2 separate regions of the Mus musculus genome follow, and region 2 is linked to region 1. Evidence: chromatin contacts called from public Hi-C data. All regions are on one chromosome and are shown on one strand. The core of a region is the stretch at or near the end of the contact, and the rest is flanking DNA. Distances in the headings are between cores, read along the strand shown.

What was found. Hi-C and Micro-C count contacts between places; a contact is called where the count stands out from the background.
Region 2: a contact with region 1 is called in a Hi-C map of the G1E-ER4 cell line, with 2.8 times the contacts expected there. The contact joins the enhancer-like site here to the promoter of Ttpal in region 1. A contact is called at or near these places in 4 of 39 promoter capture datasets (the C10 cell line, cranial neural crest, liver and 1 more), 7 of 484 Hi-C or Micro-C datasets (B cells, CD4 single positive thymocytes, the G1E-ER4 cell line and 1 more), 4 of 115 datasets of contacts at active chromatin or transcription factors (bone marrow-derived macrophages, double positive thymocytes, embryonic stem cells and 1 more) and 3 of 9 other capture datasets (adipose tissue, liver and pancreatic islet).

What each region holds. Positions count from the first base shown.
Region 1 is chr2:163,600,487-163,603,968 of GRCm38.p6, forward strand. Ttpal (tocopherol (alpha) transfer protein-like) reads left to right here and starts at 1,828. Exons shown (of 5, transcript NM_181734.3): 1 at 1,828-1,928.
Region 2 is chr2:163,696,565-163,700,046 of GRCm38.p6, forward strand. All of the region lies in intron 1 of Pkig (protein kinase inhibitor, gamma), which reads left to right. Among named protein-coding and RNA genes, the nearest start is that of Gm16316, 6.2 kb to the left of the region's middle. Within about 2 kb of position 1,672, at least 152 of the 459 cell types and tissues checked have an H3K27ac peak or open chromatin away from gene starts, as enhancers often do. A contact at or near this core is called in CD4 single positive thymocytes, the G1E-ER4 cell line, adipose tissue and 2 more, where this site is marked.

The DNA of each region.
Region 1 (3,482 bases), core at 578-3,077:
CCAACCTGAGTAAGTGTCTCAAAAACAAATCTTTGAAACAGGGTCTTACTCATGGTCCTGACTGGCCAGCTGACCTCAAACGCAGCTGAGGTTAAAGGCGTGCATCACGATGCCCAAATTTCTCAAATATTTGAACATGACTTTTGTAAGAGACATGAGCATTCACACTTATGATTCCAGGACTTCCAAATGTGACACAGAAGGATTGTGGACTTGAAGTCAGCCTAGATTACATCAAGTTCTCTCTCTCTCTCTCTCTCTCTCTCTCTCTCACTCACACACACACACAAAGAGAGAGAGAAAGAGAGAGAGAAAGAGAGAGAGGGAGAGAGAACACAGAGGGGGTATTCAGGACTCAGTCAGTTGCCGTTGTGACAACAGAAGCAAGATGTCGGAGTGATGTGGGGAAGACCATGGACCAAATAATACCAGTAGCTCAGTAGCTTCTGCAAGTTGGAAAAGAGAACCAGTACCCAGAGAGACAGCAGCCTTCCCAGCTCCCCGGTGTCTTTAGCAAAGCAACAAAATACATTTGTGTTATTTGAAGTCACTATGTAGTAATTTGTTATAAATGGAACAGGAAACTAACACTTAGATTTGGGCGGGGGGGGGGCGCGGACGGGGGACAGGACACCTATTTAAATGTGAGTTTCTGAGAAACAAACATTTCTAAAGTATGTGTCCCAAATGTTACATAAGGAACCTAGTCTTAAAAATAGACCTTTGTTTATCTGAAATTCAAATTTAACTGAGAGTTCTATATTTTATTTGGCAGCCTAGAAGCTGGTGACTGGAGAGAAGGGAGGACTGCAAGTCTCATGACTTGTAACCTGGGGTGGCGGCACACACTCACTGTCTCAGAAGACAAGGCGCAAGAGTCATGAGTTGGGGGCCAGCTGGTCTACAAAGGCACCCTCTATTAAAAACAAACAAAACAGATAAACATAACTCAGAATTCCCAGGGTACCTCGAACCCCTCTCACATATTTAGTTTGACATCTGGCAAAATCCATTGTGTCCTTATGTCCTTGAAGGTCACTTCCCACCACTCTAGGACTCCACTTATTCATAAGGTAGGGAAAGGATGAGGGACTTAAGGTTATCCCTTTGAATATGACATTTTCTTAGACCGACGAAATTTCTCTCTAGAAATGGTCTGTTGTCCTTATTCTACCTAAAAGAGATTTGCCTCGAAATTACAGTTGCACAAACCATGGGTATGTGTGGTGAGGCTAGTAAATGGGTCAGATGTGGAGTTAATAAACTCCTTTTCAAACTACTGCTGTCTCGAGACAACATTGTGAGCCCCAGAGCAGGAAACAAGTAGTTTCTGAGTCGGGGTCCAGGGCAAGAATCGTTATTCACGAAGAAATAGAGGCGAAGAGGCTAGTGCACTTGGCCAAAGCGGCTCAGCTGATGGCATACTGACACAGGCAGCCAGTCCAGACATCAGCTGAGGACAGAGTAGTTCTGCAAATGATAAGCCTGAGGTCTAGGTCTGAAGCTGGTTTCTGCATTGATTTGCCGCTTCTCTAGAGGTCACAGCAGGCAGGGGGATTGAAAAAAAAAAATATATATATATATATAAAATGAAAATAAATAAATAAAAAGACAATTTAATGAGAAAATGATGTAGAACACTAGGCATATGGCAGTGTGTTCCAGCTTCCCTCCCCGAGGCCTCAGTTTCCCCACCCGAAACCCAACTCAGCTGCACAGCCGGGGCCACCAGGTGGTGTCAAGCCCCAAGTCAGCACTACAAAGTTCACTCATGCGCATTCCCGGATGGGCGCCGCCTACACGCGGCTCGAGCGTCACTTCCGGCGCGAGGGCCGGGCCGGCCGGCCGGGGAGTGCGGGTCTGTTCTGCGCGCGCTGCCAGCCGAGGCTCCTGCCGCCGTGACCCGCGCTCCGCCCGCCGCCGGGCTGGTGAGTGCCCACGAGCCCGGGTGTGCGCCGAGGGGCCAGAGATAGGGACCGGAGAGGGCGAGATCGCCGGAAGTGGGCCAGAGGGGCGGGAGACCCCAGGAAATGGGGACACCTGGGGAGGGGGCGAAGACCGGAAGTAGGGGCCTTGGGACGCTGTCAGCGGCTCGCAGGTCTCTGGGGCTCCGAGAGAGATGGCTTCCTGCCTCCTGTTGTTGTGGACGAGAGGGGATGCCCCGGAGAGAGAGATGGCTCCAGGTGGGGAGGGTGTCAGGCTTTATTTCCTGTCCATCACGTCGTTGTCGAGGCTGACAGCCACTGCTGAGCCCTTGGGGATACAGCAGGAAGCTGCAGGTGGAAGATAGAGATGATGAGACCAGGGTGGGGCTTGACCCTTCTTCGCTCTGCCTCACTGGACAGGGCTTGCCGTACTTCCCCTGATGTTGACGGAGTGCTGTCGCGAGCCGGCACTGGGTCTTGTGGTGACTCCACAGGCAAGTTCTCTGGCCTGTAGTGATGATTCACATTGTAGGAGGTCAGTTCCCTCCTTTGTAAAGTGGCAACTGACGATAATCAGCACGCTCAGTTATTGTGAAGATGAAATGTGGAGCCGACAGTGTAGTTCAGTGGGAGAGTGGTGCCTTGCATGTGCAAGGCCCTGGGGTTTATCTCCAGCAACAAATGCCCAGGAAGAAATAAAGAAACAGATGTACAATGGGGAGCTTGATTCAAAGCAGAACCCTCAGCCTGTAGGACCTCTTTGCATCAGTCCATGATGTAAACCGCACGAGGCAAGGCGTTATTGTTTTCTGCTGTGTCCCTAGCATCTGTCAGCACAGTGCCTGACAGGTACAGGAGGCCATCAGTAATTCTTTGATAAATGACTGGGTGGGAACTGACCCAGAAGAGTTCCTTGTAGACACCTGTGACACTAAGTAAAAGTTTCTAAAGACGAATAGGAACCCAGGGCTGTAGAAACCTGGAGGAACTCACCCTGAGGAAGGGGGCGGGGGGGGGGGGGGATGGAGCGGGGATTTACAGACTAGATCCCATCGCAGTTGGGCCTTGGCAGCTAACATGGAGAGAAGCCTTCATGCAGAGAGTGTCAGATGTGTGAGATAGTCTAAGAATGTGGATTATTAGTTTGTCCTCCCTGGTAAATGGAGGAGAGAAAGGAGAGGGCCTTTGGGGCTAGTTCTATAGTCTGTGGCACCGCGGTCAATCTCAGGCAATGAATTAGGATTCTAGGCACCTACCTGTTGGAAACAAGTTGCCATGGAAACAGCCCAGGGCAGATCCCGTGAGATCAAGATTGTCCCATCCCTTGCTCAGCACACCTCTGTAAAAGTACATTAAAATAAAATATTTATGATGTGGGACCTATATGTCTTATAGCTTTTTAGGTGCTACATTCAGGTTAATGCACAAGACCTGACTATCACACACTGATTACCTACACACATGTCAAGAATGGGAGATGTGCTAGTCCACAGAGCTCACACCCAAGCAGCTCAGACAGTCAGGAGTCAGTTCACATACACTGTCCCCTCTCACCTG
Region 2 (3,482 bases), core at 422-2,921, 96 kb after region 1:
AAATCTGGTCCTATGGAAGAGGGGACCATGCTCTTAACTGCAGAGCTGTTTCTCCAGCCTGAACAATTCCACTTCCACTTAAAACCTACCACTCTAGTTTTTAGTTTGTCAGGAGAGATGAGCGGAGGAAGGGGGAAGTGCCCCTGTACTTGCCTATGTGCCCTTTCTCTTAACCTAGTGTCCTGGCCACCACTGCACAGAAAAGGGACGTCCACAGCTAGGATGGAGACAAAAGCCAAAGTCAGCTGTGTTCCAGGTCTTGTTAAGTCTTTGTCTTTAAGGCCACCAGAGCCCCTAATCCTCAGGAGGATGTATTGTTTGGAAACTCTTTGAAGTAAGGTCAGGGTTAGAGGGAGTTCTCAGAGGCCCTTGGCATATCTTAAAGCTGCAGACTTCCCCAGTGGCTGTGTAAGGTGAACCTGTAGCTACCCTGTAGCAAGGACAGTGGGAGGCCTAGATATTTTTCTGTGCCTCCCCCCCCCCCCCAGCCTGGTCCCAAGCATTGGTGACTCTGGACAGAAGCCATCCTTCTTTCTAAGGTGGTAATGAGGCCATGCTGCTCTGAAAGGGTGGAGTTTGGGCTGCCGGGTCCCTGCATGGAAACTGGGGTGGAAAGAGGTGGCATGTCTTCTTCATATGCAAGGTGAGGGTGGCTTTAGTTTCTTGTTTGTGCTACCATAGTGCCATTACAAGGCTTTCTTGACGTGTTCCACCCTGGAGGCGAGTTTACAGCATCTTAGGAATAGAGGTGGGCAAAGCTGGGACCACATTCAGATCAATCCCACAGGGTGTTGTGGGGGTAGATGAAATACAGTAAATTAGCACCTATATATTAGTACCAAACTCAGATGGGCATGGCAATTCACACCTGTAGTCCTAGCACTTGATGCTAAGGCAGGAGGATAGCCATGAGTTTCAGGCTATTCTGAACCACAAGCCTATATAGAATGAGTTCCAGGCCAACCTGGGCTGTGAAACCTTGTCACCCAAACAAACAAATAAACAACAAGATAAAAACAAAACACAACACTTGGGAGGCAGAGGCAGGCGAATTTCTGAGTTCGAGGCCAGCCTGGTCTACAGAGTGAGTTCCAGGGCTATACAGAGAAACCCTGTCTCAAAAAAACTAAAAAAAAAAAAACCCAAAAAACAAAAACCACAAGGCCATAAAGGTGGCTTAGAGGGTGAAAGAGCTTGCTGCACACATCTGTCCATCTGAGTTCAGGTCTCAGAATAATGAGGAAGGAGAGAACTGACACGGCAGGGTGTGCTTGTGTGCACACACACACCACCACCACCAGCAACAAGACAACAAAGTAAAATCAAACTGTATGCTCTGGACTGCTGCTGTACCACAGGAGGGAGAGTGCTGGTGTGTGCACTCACAGGGCAGTGTGTCTGTGAGGACCTCAGGAATGCCTCTTGGCTCTACAAGCCAGGCTTCAGGGCTGCTTTCTGTCACCCGGACCCCAAATGTTCAACTTGAAGTTAGCCATCAACACAGAGGCCGAAAGAAGTGGTGCTTCTCTCGCGGGGGGGGGGGGGCGGGGGGGGGCCGAGGGCCCTGGCCTGGCAGCTGCAGGGAGACGCTGCTGAGCACCCCCAGTCTCCTCAGCTGAGGGAGAGGCGCCAGAAGTGATTCCTACAGAGACAGAGGTGGGAACGCTTGGAAACAGTTATTACTCATGGCCCACAGCTGTGCTCACCATCGCCCGGAAATGCTTCAACACTGGCCTGGCTTCCTCTAAAAGGCATGGTTTCTCCGAGCGCTGCACTCAGCTCTGAAGTGCACATTAGAACTTAGCACTCTGTGGAGCCAACATTTCCCAGTGTAAGAGCTTTGTCGATATTCGAAAAAATGACTGCTTCCATTTGGCTCTTTGGACAGGATAAGGACCTTCAGAGCCCCAAAGAAAGGAAGTGTCTGGTAGTTCATGCACACTTATGTCCCAGGCTCTAGGTCAGCTCTGTGTACTTCAGAGATGCAGCCTCTACCATTTGGTAAATTTGTGCTCAGGGCTCCCCTGCTGTTGGGGAGTTTGAATCCACTGGCAAAGACCAAAGACTTAGACTCAATTCAAATTTAGATGAACTGAATTTATTCTTACTGCCAGCAGGATGGCAGCCTTAGAGCCAAAGGGTGCTAAAGGAAGGGTTCATAATGGTGGGCATCACAGTTACCTCCTGCTCATTGGAATCCACAGCTGGGCAAGAAAATTGCTTCATGGCCCTCAGTTCTTCTCAGCTCCATTGTACAGCAGTAAAGAGACCATTTCATCCTGCCCACAGCTAAGGTGGGTTTACAAAAGCCACAGCACGGAGTTAGTTCACAGCAGCAACACCATCTTCAGGCCCCTAGGATCTCTCATGCATCTCAGGACAAAAAGGTCAATGACTACTTAAGGGGTGCCCGGTACAGCCTTAAGTTCCTTAGCCACCATAGGGGAGTCATGTATACATTGTCATACAAACTAAACCACCCCGGGAAAATGGAAAGAAGTGACATTAATGACTGGGATGGAATGGTTTCTCCCTGGGCAAGCAATAACACAGTGCCATCAGGTCGGGCTGGCCGTCACATTCCCACAATATTAAGCACTAACGCAAGGACCATAGACACAGCTTTTGTTGTGTCCTATCCTCCACCCACTTTATTTCTGAGACAGGATCTTATCTAGTCCAGGCTGACTCACACTCACTAAATAGCTGAGGCTTGCCTTTACCATGCGTCTTTCCTCTGCCTCTGTCATGCTATAAATTAGAGGTGTATGATACCAGGCCTGGGTCAAAATTCCACATGATTTCTGGGTTGTTGGTGGTTGTTTTTTTGTTTGTTTGTATTGTTTGTTTTAAACAAAGCATTGATGTTTAAGCCAAGTTCATGTCAGGCAAACACTCCACAGTGGGGTACCTCCCAAGCCCTGTGATCCAGGGAAGACAGCAGGGGAGTGAACAGTTACTGCGTGTGCCAAGTGGAGCAAGAGAAGTGTGTGGCAGGGCTATGATGTGCTAAGTCAGTGGATCCAGCAGAGACTCTGAGTTCGGCCGCTCTCTTAGCACGTGCTTGCTCCCTCCAGTTCCTGTACTTACAGCTTTGCAGCGCTAGTGCTGGAAGCAACTGGAAGCTGCAGCCACCGCAAGGCACTTTCTCATTTACCTTCCTGTCTCCCACGCTTCAGAGGACTGGAAGGAACCCTTCCTCACAAAGTGCAGTGCCCCCCCCCACCAGGGATAGCCTGGATTGGGGACCCCAACTAAAGGGATGGGTGACTTGGAGTCTAAAGTCATCAGTGATGTTCTGATGATTTGTTTCTATAGTGTGCATTGTGATGTTCCCTTTCCTCCAATTACAGTCCATGTTCTGGACTGCATGACAGACAGACATGAGCTACCATCTGAGAGAGGAGGGGCTGCCACCTCCATTGGTCTTGACCTCTAGTCAAAACTGTGGGTGTTAGGGCTCCTGCATGGTGTTGTGGTAG